Regions from separate parts of the Oryctolagus cuniculus genome. Here region 1 is linked to region 2. A link is a contact called in public Micro-C data. All regions are on one chromosome and are shown on one strand. Each heading gives the region's core, a stretch centred on a gene start, on an enhancer-like site or on the middle of the called end of the contact. The rest is flanking DNA. Distances are from core to core; before and after follow the strand shown.

Evidence for each region. A called contact is a pair of places that touch in the nucleus more often than the background predicts.
Region 1: a contact with region 2 is called in a Micro-C map of ear pinna, with 6 times the contacts expected there. The contact joins two enhancer-like sites. A contact is called at or near these places in 2 of 6 Hi-C or Micro-C datasets (ear pinna and an unstated tissue).

What each region holds. Positions count from the first base shown.
Region 1 is chr17:21,670,388-21,676,476 of mOryCun1.1, reverse strand. The region is part of intron 4 of LOC127484399 (a long non-coding RNA gene); the gene reads left to right. Among named protein-coding and RNA genes, the nearest start is that of KRT23, 20 kb to the right of the region's middle. Within about 2 kb of position 2,741, at least 1 of the 8 cell types and tissues checked has an H3K27ac peak or open chromatin away from gene starts, as enhancers often do. A contact at or near this core is called in ear pinna, where this site is marked.
Region 2 is chr17:21,013,438-21,020,177 of mOryCun1.1, reverse strand. No RefSeq gene overlaps it. Among named protein-coding and RNA genes, the nearest start is that of EIF1, 19 kb to the right of the region's middle. Within about 2 kb of position 1,502, at least 4 of the 8 cell types and tissues checked have an H3K27ac peak or open chromatin away from gene starts, as enhancers often do. A contact at or near this core is called in ear pinna, where this site is marked.

The DNA of each region.
Region 1 (6,089 bases), core at 1,492-3,991, 660 kb before region 2:
TGACTGGTGCATAGGGAGATTATTGATGCCATGAACAGGAGTGTCAATTGGTAAAGTCAACAACAGGAGTCACTGTGCACTTACTCCTCATGTAGGATCTCTGTCCTTAACGTGCTGTACACTGAGGCTTAATGCTATAACGAGTACTCAAACAGTATATTTCACTTTGTGTTTCTATGGGGGTGCAAACGATTGAAATCTTTACTTAATGTACACTAAACTGATCTTCTGTAAAAAAAAAAAAAAAAAAAAAAAAAGAAATTATCAATTCCCAACTTGACTCTCACTGGGATTAAACATGACAATAGGTCTGATCTGATTTCATCATCATTTTAAAAAAATCATCTATTATTTTTCACTTTATGTTTCTGTGTGGCAACAAACTGTTGAAATCCTTACTTAAGGTATACTAAGCTGATCTTCTGTATATTAAGATAATCGAAAATGAATCTTGATGTGAATGGAAGGGGAGAGGGAGTGGGAAAGGGGAGGGTTGTGGGTGGGAGGGACGGTATGGGGGGGAAAGCCATTGTAACCCATGAGTCGTACTTTGGAAATTTATATTCATTAAATAAAAGATTAAAAAAAAAAAGCAAAATAGATCCTTTATTCGTGGCTTGTATGTGAATTACCTTGGGGAAAAAGCAGGTACGTTTTAATCTTTTAAGTCATTGGAACTCTCCAGGTGTTTTAAGCTGATACATGGCCATGTTCAGTGGTACCTGATGGAGCCAGGGCCCTCCCAGCTTGGGCTGAGACTTGGCAGCCTGCCCCCCGTCCTTCGCAGTGAGGGGTTTGTAGATGGGCCCCACTGTTCCTGTTGTGGCTTCAGCTCATATTCTCTTGCTCTGTTGTTCAGAGCAGAGGTTGGATACTCTTTTATAAAGTATTTTTTAAATTTTTTTTTTTTTGTTTGAAAGAGTTACACAGAGAGAGGAGAGGCAGAGATAGAGAGAGGTCTTCCATCCAATGGCTCACTCCCCAGTTGGCCACAACAGCTGGAGCTGCACCAATCGGAAGCCAGGAGCCAGGAGCTTCTTCCAGGTCTCCCAGGCAGGTGCAGGGGCCCAAGGACTTGAGCCATCCTCTACTGCTTTCCCAGGCCATAGCAGAGAGCTGGATCGGAAGTGGAGCAGGCAGGACTAGAACTGGAGCCCGATGCTGGTGCTTCAGGCCAGGGAATTAACCCGATGTGCCGCAGCGCCAGCCCCATAAAATTTTAGTTTAAAAAATTTAAAAATTATTTGAGAGACAAAGAGAGTGAGAGACGGAAATAGACGTAGTGAGAGTGCCCATCTGCTGGCTCAGTGGTTGGGTTGGGGCTGAAGCCTGGAGCTGGGAGCTCAGTCCAGGTCTCCCACAGAAGTGGCAGGAACCCAAGCGCTGGAGCCCAGTCACCCCTCCCCTGCTGCCCCACAGCGTCTGCATTAGCAGGAAGTCAGAGTCTGTGAGAGCTGGGCATTGGGCCAGGGGACTCTGACATGGGACATGTTTGCCCCAGAATTTTCTCTGTGTAAAGGTCAGGTGATAACTAGTCAGGGTTTGTGGGTGTGAGAGACACTATTGCGACTCCTCAAGGCTGCTGTTGACAGAAGCAGCTGTGGACAGGGGGCGAGCCAGCCGTGTGATTGGCCAACCCCTGGCCTGTGGGCACCTGTTGCTATTCAGGGCACTTGCTGTCTGTTAGTGTATGTTCTCTGTAAACTCAAACTCTCTTCTGGCTAAGAAGAAACAAGCTGGGAGCCCCTCTGGTCCAGCGCCTGTCCTGGTGCCTGGTCCTCCGTGCCGCAGGCTGCCGAGGCGGCGCCCCAGGAGCAGAGGAGCAGCGGGGGCGATGGAAGCCCTGGAAGTTTTAGAGCTGATAGCACAGCAACTCAGAAACCAGTGCCGCCGGAACGGTGAACTTGAAACCTCTCACTCACCACAGGATTTAATCCATATTTTAAAAGAAAAATGCCACAGTTTAAAATAACAGGCACTGACTGGTCTGAAATATCCCAGAAAAATCTGGTTTAAGATTTTTTTAGGCATTGATCCAAGAACATTTTTTCTTTCTGCCTTTTGGTCTGTTGAAAGAGACACAAGATACCCGGATGCCTTTGAAGGTGTCAGTGCCAGTATGGAAAGAAGTGCTTGACAAGCTGTCCTGCAAAGGGAGCCACCTCGTAGACCTGTCACTGCCTGACCTTCTCAAGTCCACCTTTGTGTTGTGTCTTTCTGTGCGTGGATTCTGTTTGCTCTGAGTGTGAGTGGGGGCGGGGCACAGAGACAACACCCTCGCGCCTGCAGTCTCAATCCTCCTCCCCCTCACCTGGAGCTCCCCCAAGGCCTCTGTGTCATTGACAGCAGCAGGTTCCCGCCTTAAAGAAGCATTTAGCTGGGGCTCCCTGCAGAGGAGAGGAAATAGGTCACCAAGGGAAGGGAGGTGAGTTCCCTTCATAAGGAGATGATTTGGTCATTTACCAGAGGTGACAGCGGCACCAAAATGATGCCAGTGGGCAGGAAGGGAGTATCAAAGACGCCCCCATTGTCTCCCTTTCCACAGGGCCCAGATGAACACGAGAGCCCCTTCTGGATACCGTGTGGCTCCTTCACGAGAGCAGAGAACTTAAAACAGTTTTCTTTCCAAAGGACTGTTGGAGCTGGGTCTGCACCCCCTCCCCCCCCGCTTCTGTTGGAGCAGAGTGGGAGGGGTTGGGTTCCAGCTCGTCACCAGGAAGATGCGGAAGGGGACCAAAGTCTTGACCACCCAGCCATAGGCTCCACCCACTATGCTTCTCCTGCTTAGCTGTTTGTGGGACTATCTACCCAGCCTCCTGGTCTCTGGACCCTGGGGTGGGTCTCTGGCTTGCCCACAGGTGCAGGCTCCTAGCTCCCCTTGGCCAGTTGTCTGGAGAGGCAGTGGGACCTCTCTGGGGGATATGGTTTTAACCCTTTGCTTGTCATAAAAATAGTCAGCAGGTCAAGGCTTGTCATAGGGGGCTGGCTTCCTCCTCCGTGTGATGGGCTAAGGGACTGACTGTGGATGTCTCCTGTTCTCAAGCAGCCCCAGTGTGGTCCGAGACAAAGCCCAGTCTGGGTCACTGCGGCCTCAGGTGGCTCAGAGGTGGGGTAGGAGGGGTGGGAGGGAGAAGACGTGAGTGCTGCCAACTTGTCTCTTGGACCATGTTGACTTTTAGTGCAACCACACCTGAGGTGGGGGCAGATGGCACCGTGTCCACCACTTTCGAAACCTTCTAGACACTTAGAGTTGCAGACCAAAGAACAGGAGATTGTGTGAGATAATGTAAGAAGCCGTATTCCTACAATGGGATCCCTTTGGGGGGGCGTGGCACAGCAGTTCAGACGTTGCTTGGGACACCTGCATCCCCTACTGGGGTACCTGGATATGAGTCCTGACTCGCTTATGATCTCAGCTTCCTGGCAGGCAGCATGCTTGCTCCAGTATTTGGGTCGCTGCCGCCCTTGTGGGAGACCTGTGCTGTGTTCATAGCTTCACTTTAGCCTGGTCCAGCCCTGGCTGCTGTCAGCATTTGTGAAAAGAAGCAGCAGATGGGAGATCTCTATTTCTGTCTCTGTCTCTCTTGCCATCAGCTGAGCCTCCTGCATGGGCTGAGTGACTGGAGATGCTGTCTCCTGCCCTAGGGCTGCCAGCCCCTGACACCTCCTCCAGCTCAGCCCTGGAGCCAAGGGTAGCTTAGGCACCTTTGGGTGACTGTTATCCTTGTGTGTTCTTTGTAAGTTAGCCCTTCCCTTGTTTGAAAAAAAATGAACGAACTACATCTTACATGGCTTCCCCAAACCCTTGTACTAATGTCCTTTTTTGGTCAGCCAGCTGATTGTTGTTTTCCGAGGACACTAATGACAACCCGGGCGTGATGCTTGCGAAGCCCCACATTAAGGCGGCTTGCGTCTAAACCTGCCATTCAGGTAATGACTGCCGCCCTCTGGGCAAGCAAGCTGGGGCCTTGTTGGGGGAAGGCCCGGTGGTAACGCCTGGCCACCTGGGCAGGGTGTGAGGCCAGTCACAGGCGCTGACCTGGTGGAGCTGGGCGTAGGGTCACGGATGACTTTATGATGCTTTTGTTGAGTGTGGAAGAAAACTTCAGAAGAGGGTGGCAAGAGCTTGATGGAAGGAACGCGTTTTCTTTCGGCTTCTCAGCTCGGGTTCACTTCCTTATCACAGTGCAAGCTAAGGCAGTAATTATTAGGGTTACTGACTGTGATTAGGGGTGACAGGAATCACAGTTGGGCAGAGGGACTGATTTGTATATTTTAATTTCCTCCTCTGAAGTTCTGACTTCAAGAACTCCTTTATTTTGTCTTCCTGTTAGTGAACAACTCCATAAGAGGCATGAGGTGGGTGTTAAATAACTAATCTTCACAGTTCTTCTTTCTAACTTCATTCATTGCGATATGAATTTCTTGGAAACAAAGGATAAGGACGTCAGTAACAGCTGTGAAAGCAACCAGTGCAGCTGAGTTTAGTGTGGATTAGGATGCAGCTTCAGTTAAATTTATTGTTTCTTCTTAAAACTTCAGCCGTTGTTTGGTTCACTGCACTAAAAAAAATGGTTCTTAAAGAGAGTTTAAGAAGATCTTTACAAATGAATACTCATATGTAGAGAGAGGTGTACTTTGTAGTGCTGTATTAGGTAACACAAGTGGTTGATCTTGGACAAGTCTTTTTCATTCTCTCCAAAGGGTCAGATTTGTTGTGAGCTTCTCATTGCGTGAGAATGGGATAATTTGAGACAAGATGATTGATCTCTTTAATTTCCAGACTCTGTCTTCTCTTCTTGGTGAGAGTCTAAAAAACACCTCCCTTCCAGGCCTAACTTAATCAAACTCTTGTAGGATTAATTTGCTTTGAGCAAGACTTTGCTGATGGGATTCTGCTGATGTCGCCTTCCCTGCTGTGTTGCTCATCCAGCTCAGTCTGTGGTGAGTCTATTGAGACTGACTCACAAAAATGACATTCAGTGCTGGGCCAGGCCAAGTGATTGGTGAATTCAAATCGTCTATAATCTTGCTACTTGAAGTGTGGTCCAGGGACCAGCGGTCTCCGTATCATCTGGGATCCTACTAGAAATACAGACTCTTAGACCCCAATCCAGAGCTTCTAGATCATAATCTGCATTTTTTTTTTTTTTTGACAGGCAGAGTGGACAGTGAGAGAGAGAGACAGAGAGAAAGGTCTTCCTTTTGCCGTTGGTTCACCCTCCAATGGCCGCCGCGGCCGGCGCGCTGCGGCCGGCGCACCGCGCTGATCCGATGGCAGGAGCCAGGAGCCAGGTGCTTTTCCTGGTCTCCCATGGGGTGCAGGGCCCAAGCACCTGGGCCATCCTCCACTGCACTCCCTGGCCACAGCAGAGGGCTGGCCTGGAAGAGGGGCAACCGGGACAGAATCCGGCGCCCCGACCGGGACTAGAACCCGGTGTGCCGGCGCCGCTAGGCGGAGGATTAGCCTAGTGAGCCGCGGCGCCGGCCCATAATCTGCATTTTAATAAGATCCTGGGTTATAAGTGTACACACCATTATTTGAGAAAAACTGATAAGGAGGACACAGGACTAGGTCGTGACCCAAAAACTCCTGAATCCTTACACGTTGGAGATGACGAATGGCAGTCTTCACAATATGTGTTGGTGACGAGCCTCTGGACAGAATCTTTCCAGTTAGTGGCCGTAGAAGATACCTGGTGTAACCATTGCCCATCGCCCATCCATCGTCACTACTATTCTTCATTCTTGTCCTTGCATGTTCCCCGAATATGGGGAGGGGCAATTTTGGCAGAAATGAGAAGTGAGTGCAAGGTCTAGCTGGACAAACGTATGAGGTCTTCTGGGCCTGGAACTTGCTGAACCCCCAGAGGAGCAATCAGAACTGAGTGCTTCGAGCTTTGGGTAATGGGTAGGTGGCTCCTGGTCGTAAAAGCCTGTCCCTCCATGGACCCGAGCGTCTGGTGCTGACTCGTGTGTTTTACCTTCATGCCATGTCAATGATGTCACACCACTAAGCCTCTGACAAGTATGGGCTCTGTTTTCAAAATAGAAAATTCAGATTTCTCATCCCAAGACTGCCAGCGAGT
Region 2 (6,740 bases), core at 253-2,752:
ACCCCGAGCCCTAGGGACCGCCGAGGGACCTGGGGCTCCAGCAGGCTTCCCCCCCTCCTTTCAGGAACATGCAAGGGCAGCAGTTCCCACAGCCGGTCTCAGGCAGCTGCCAGTCGCTGCCTTCCAAGGCCAAGGGCTGAGCTGGCTCGGGCAGGGGCCTGGGCGGGGCGCAGCACACCTGGCTGGGCCAAGCCCAGGCACACCCCGCTGGAGAGGAATGTGGACGCCGCCTGGGCTGGCCCTGGGAAAGCTCTGACTCAGCCTGGGTGGGCCAGCAGCAGCCTCAGCAGGAGCCAGGCGCTCCCACTCCGCCCTGCCCATCGGCCCACCTGGGGCTGAACCTGGGATCTGGGCTGGGAGAGGGCTGAGGGCGGGGGCAGCTTGGGGACAGCAGGGACGCAGTGGGATTTGCCCTTGTGGGCCTCGGAGCGCACCCCAGCACATTCCTCCAGGTCATCCAGGCGCTGGGTGCTGGAACTCAGCAATCTGCCCCTTGGGACCCGGGCAGGGGACTCACCAAGGCCCAGACACTCCTGTCTGTATGAGGAGGCAGGGGTGGCGTGGCTGGCAGGGCAGAGGCCAGGGAGAAATCGGCCAATCACTCGCAACTCCAATCTGGCCTGGGGCCTGGGGGGCCGCCAGCTCCAGAAAGAGGCGGCAGCCGTGTGGGTAGGGAGCAGGGAGACCCCCAGCCTCCAGCTGCCTCTCCCCGGGAAACAGACGCATTGGCCAGGCCCCGTGAGGCCTTGGCAGCCCCTGCTCCACCTGGCCAGCTTCTGTCACCTAAGGGACATCCCGATCCCTTGGCTGGGGCTGGGGCTCCCCCCGGACTAGGTGCTCCCTGGAGACTGCACCATATTTGTCCCCCACACAGGGGGCTCCCAGGAGAGGAGACCCCGCTGCCCTTCTCCATCTCCCATGGTCCCAAGTCCTGGCCACAGAGGGCCAGGACACCTGTGGTTGCCCTCCCAGCCCCTGCCCTGATCACGCCCCTCCCTGGCCACCCAGCCAGCCCCCAAACATGGCGCTGAGTGGCCTCACAGGGCTCAGGGGACCAAGCCCTGGGGGGGGGGTGTTGCAACCAAGTCTCCCACCTGTCCCCTACCTGTAAGGACAGGGCCTGCAGCCTCCCTGCCCCGCCCCCCACCTTGAACCTCTCCCGTGCCCCTCCGCTCGCTTGTGCTCTGCCCCTCTCTCTTGCTCCCAAGCCTGAGGGTGCAAGGTGCTGGGAGCTGAGGCTGGGGCTAGTGCCTGGGTGCTGGGGGGCAGTGGGAGCCGAGGCCAGGGCTGGGGCCTGGGGGCTGGGTGCTGGGGGGCAGTGGGAGCCAAGGCCAGGGCTGGGGCCTGGGGCCTGGGGGCTGGGGGCCAGTGGGAGCCGAGGCCAGGGCTGGGGCCTGGGGCCTGGGTGCTGGGGGCCAGTGGGAGCCAAGGCCAGGGCTGGGGCCTGGGGCCTGGGTGCTGAGGGCCAGTGGGAACCGAGGCCAGGGCTGGGGCTGGGGGCTGGGTGCTAGGGGGCAGTGGGAGCCAAGGCCAGGGCTGGGGGCTGGGTGCTGAGGGCCAGTGGGAGCCAAGGCCAGGGCTGGGGCCTGGGGGCTGGGGGCGGGGGGCCAGGCAATAGCCCTGCCCACGAAGCCTGGAGGCTGGGGGGCAGGGCTGGCAAGTGTCTCCAGCTCTGGGGGCCCTGCTGCTTCCCTCCTCAGCAGGCCCAGGCTGGGGGCCCAGGCTGGGGTGCGGCGTTGGCAGGACAGACAGTCTCCAGTGTTGTTCCTCTGTTACCAGGGAGGGGTGAAGGGCCTGGCTCCCGGCCCTGTTTGGGCCCCGGGCTGAATGCGTGGGTGGGGAGGGCAGGCGGGAGGACCTGGGGTGTGGAGCAGTCACTTCCCGCTCCCGGGGCCCCAGGGCAGGGAGGTCGGGCTGACGGGCTGGGATCCGCAGCTCCCCGGGCTGATTCAGACTTGCTGGAGCCCGGCCTGTGCTGGCTCAGGGAAACCAGGCCAGGCCAGGTGGAGGGGGCTGGGGGCAGGGCAGGTTGTGCTCAGGGGGCGCCCGGGTCTGAGGTCGCAATAGGAACCACTGCTGTGACGCCCTCACCCGCAGGACTGACCACACCCCAGCCTGGCTCAGGGCACCACGGCTGCGCCCGGGCCTCTGGGCCTCAGTTTCCCTGTCTGTTAAGCGCCGCCTCCCTCCTGTGCTGGGCTCTGCCTGTCACAGCCGAGCAGGCTCCTGCTGACGGCCCGTGGCCGGGTCAGGCTCCCAGCAGGGAATCCTGGGGCCCAGGAGTCCCCGGCTGTGAGGGCTCCACACATCCCCGCCGACAGCCAGAGCCAATGCCTCCTGAGCACTGGGCCCAGGACTGCGGTCAGTGCCGGGCAGTCTGGTGCAGGGGAGGGGACGCCGCGCGCCTCTGGCCCCCAGGGCAGGGGCTGCCTCTTCTGCATTTGGCAGCAATGGCCTAGCGACAGCCCACGAGCCCTGGTGACCTGTGCCCAGGTCCCCGCACAGCCTCAGCCCAGGGACAAACACCCACCTCCCCTCCACAGATCCGTCTGTTTGCTTTAAGAACTTTGGTCATTTCAAAGTTACTTCCCTTTTCTTCTTCTTTTTAAGATTTATTTATTTGAAAGGCAGAGTTACAAAGAGAGAGACACCGAGAGAGAGAGAGCTTCCATCTGTTGGTTCACTCTCCAAATGGTTGCAACAGCCAGGACTGGGCCAGGCTGAAGCCAGGAGCCAGCAGCTTCTTCCAGGTCTCCCACCAGGGTGCAGGGGCCCAAGCTCTTGGGCCATGTTCAGCTGCTTTCCCAGTGCACTGGCAAGGAGCTGGATCAGAAGTGGAGCAGACAGGACTCGAACCAGCACCCACATGGGATGCCGGTGTCACAGCAGCGGCTCTGCCCACTGAGCCACAGTGCCGGCCCCCACAGATCACTTACGGAGCCCCAGCTGGGTACCTGGCTGGTGCTGGAGGCGGACAGAGGCCCTGTCCATTGCACCATACAAGAAGCACACAGCCAACAGGGTCACGCTGACAGTGCAAGAAGGCCGCGGAGGGGGCGTGGGGAGCTGAGGCTTGAGTGGTGGTGTCCTGGCCAGATTGCGACTCTGGGAACAGAGGTCCTGGGGGAGGAGGAGGGCCCCCTCTGGGTGCTGAGCAGGGCTGCAGACGCCTCCAGGAGATGCCGACACCCAGCCCTCTGCTTTGGGTAAACAGGTGAGCTAGCGTCAGTCGGATCCAGACCTGCTCGCCCAAGCCTCACTGGCAAAAACCCAGCCAGCAGCCTGCCCGTGCCAGCTGCCGCGGGGCGGGGCCCGGGAGGACCCACTGCAGCCCTGCAGAGCTGGACCCCCGGAGCGGCAGGTGGTGCGGGCCCCACCCGGCCAACATGGGCTCCGGGGAGGACAGGCCTCCAGTTCTGCCTGCGACGCTGGAGCTCACAGTTCACACAGGAAGCCCCCTGAATTCCAGAGGAAGCCCCGAGCAGGCCGAACAAACCAGGGGCAGGGCCCGAGGAAGGCTGGACCCTTCATACGAAGGCAAAGAGAGGTGCAGGGCAGGACCAGCCTGCAGCCGGTGAGGACCAAGGCCAGACCCAGGCCCCTGCACCCCCACCCGCTGCTGGCCAATCCCACCCCTTCCCTCCACCACTATGCAGACCCCCGCACACCAAGGGGCAGCCGGCCCGCCTCCCTCATCACCCATCCCAACAGCCTTCACTCCAAACCTCTGGTTCCCAGTCCTAGGCCCTCCCACCACCGGTGCCGCCCCCCAGGAGTTGTGTGGCCCACAACTGCCAGAATTTACAAAGAAGGGAAACTGAGACCAGAGGGGCCAGCATTGCCCAAAGTCCCTCTGTGACAAGTTCCAGACCGTGGGAAGAGGGCTGGGTGCCCACTGGGAGCCCGTGCATTTCCTGGCCGGGGCAGGGGTGAGTTCCTGGCCGGGGCAGGGGTGAGTCAGGCACCGGCCGGGCAGGTCCAGGGCAGCCTCAGCACTGGGCGGAAGCGACCGTGGCCACCGCTGTCCAGGGCGGGGCAGGACTTCAGATGGCAGTGCCGCCGCCATGATGGCGGGGATGGCCTGGGACTCTGCTCCCCCGGGGACGCCAAGGCTGCCAGCTGCAGGCCGCACTTGGAGCAGCCGGGCCTGGAGAAGGTGTGCACACAGCTGCAAAGGGGCGGGGACAGCAGGCGGGAGGGCGGAGAAGGAGGCACTGGGTGCAGGGTCCTGGCAGGGATACAAAGGCCGGCTCTGCCCCTGACTGGTGGTGGGGGGGGTGCTCGCTGCCCCACCCCACAGCCTCGGCCTCAGCCCTAGGGTGCCCCCCGACTCAGTGCCTCCTACCTTGACCATGGTGCTGCGTAGGTGTAGACAGTTGTCAAAACGCCTGACCTCTACACTTAACACAGGTACACCTTATTTTATGTAAGTAGCACATCAATAAAGTCAAACCATTTATTCGCTTATTTTATTTAAAAGGCAGAGAGACAGACCATCCACTGGTTCACTCCCCAAATGCCCACAACAGCCAGGACTGGGCCTGGCCAAAGCCGGGAGCCAGGAAGTGAACCCAGGTTTCCCATGTGGGTGGCGGGGACCCAAACACTTGAGCCTCCACCCACTGCCTCCCAGGGTGCGTATGAGCAGGAAGCTGGAAATGGGAGCAGAGCCGGGACTTGAACCCTGCACTCCAACATGCAGCGGGCGGCGCCGCTGGGCCAAATGCCTGCCCCGAGGTGCACTGCCCCGAGGACGGGGGCAGCCGGCTTCAGTAGATGCTTTCTGTAAGCGGGGAGACCTGGGGCTGCGGGAACAGGGCTCACAGAACCCCTGCTCGGGGCCAACAGTACCCACCACTAACCGAGCGCCCGCCGTGTGCCAGGCACTGGTCCGACACTCGGCCTAGATCGGGGCCACGCTGCCTGTTTTTGTACAGCCCAAGGACTGAGGGTGATTTTTACATTTTTAGGTAGTTCTTTTAAATATCAAAATAGTGGCCGGTGTTGTGGTTACTGGGCTAAGCCTCTGCCTGCAGCGCTGCTATCCCACATGGGTGCTGGCTCATGTCCCGGCTGCTCCACTTCCTATTCCTATTCTATTGCTTATGGCGTGAGAAAGCAGTAGAAGATGGCCCAAGAGCTTGGGCCCCTGTGCCCTGGTAGGAGACCCGGAAGAAGCTCCTGGCTCCTGGCTTCAGATCAGCCTAGCCCTGGCCATTTGGGGAGTAAACCAGCAGATGGAAGACCTCTCTGTTTCTCCTTCTCCATGTCTATAACTCTCTCAAATAAATAAGTAAATAAAACATTTTTTTTGACAGGCAGAGTGGACAGTGAGAGAGAGAGACAGAGAGAAAGGTCTTCCTTTTGCTGTTGGTTCACCCTCCAATGGCCGCCGTGGCCGGCGCGTTGCAGCCGGCGCACCGCGCTGATCCGATGGCAGGAGCCAGGAGCCAGGTGCTTTTCCTGTTCTCCCATGGGGTGCAGGGCCCAAGCACCTGGGCCATCCTCCACTGCACTCCCTGGCCACAGCAGAGAGCTGGCCTGGAAGAGGGGCAACCGGGACAGAATCCGGCGCCCCGACCGGGACTAGAACCTGGTGTGCCGGCGCCGCTAGGCGGAGGATTAGCCTAGTGAGCCGCGGCGCCGGCCTAAATAAAACATGTTAATATATATATCAAAATACTATTCTGTGAAAAACAAAAATCGTATGTGGTACAAGTGGTGGTGAGCACATGTGAAGATCTCTTGGGAACCCGCACTGTGGCGCCATGGGCCAGGCTGCCACCCACAAAGCCAGAGTCCATGTCAGCCAGCTCTAGTCCTGGCTGCTCCACTTCCAATCCAGCTCCCTGCACATGCACCTCGAAAAGCAGCGGAAGCAGCTGGGCCCTGCACCCACAGGGGAGACCTGGATGGAGCTCCAGGCTCCTGGCTTTGGCCTGACCCTGACCCAGCCCCAGCCATTGCAGCCATCTGGGGAGTGAACCAGCAGATGAAAGATCTCTCTCTCCCCTCCCTATAGCTCTGCCTTTCAAATAAATGATAACATAAATCTTACACACAGACACACACACACACACACACACACACACACAACACGCACGCGCGCGCAGAGCCAGGCCCGTTCGCCCGTGGGTTGCTTTATACAGGGGAAGAGCTAAGCAGGTGCAAGGCTGGCACAACCTAAAATACCATCTGGCCCTTCGAGGGTTAAGTCCGCACCGTGCAAATGAGGACGAGTAAGAGGCTCCCACAGCCTTCCCCTCCACAGCTGTTAGGACGTTTGCCACCCCCAGCCCCCTCCACCCACGCTGGGCCGCGCCCAGCCTCCCCCAGCCCTGCAGAAACAATACAGGCCCAACCTCTGCAGCCGCCCTCACCCGCTCATCCGGAAGAGCAGCATCGCCCCCTGCCGGAGGTCGGGACCAGGCCGGGGCGCGAGGAGCCCAGACTCTTAGGGTCTGTCGCCACCTGGTGGCCACGTGGGAAAGCGCAGCTGGACGCCCAGAAGGGCTCGCGAAAGTTCACCAGGTGCAGCCCGGTGTGCGTGTAACCCAGAGCAACACGCGAATGGTTTCACGCAGGGCTTGAAGCCCTCGAGCTAGCGTCTCTAAAAATGTTTCATTTCGCCTTTGATTGTTATTTGGGGAGAAATCGTGTGATGGTACCAGCAGGGGGCTTAGCAAGTTTGCTGCCCTTGGCCCCACCAGCCCACCAGTTCCCCCAGAAACTGAGCACAG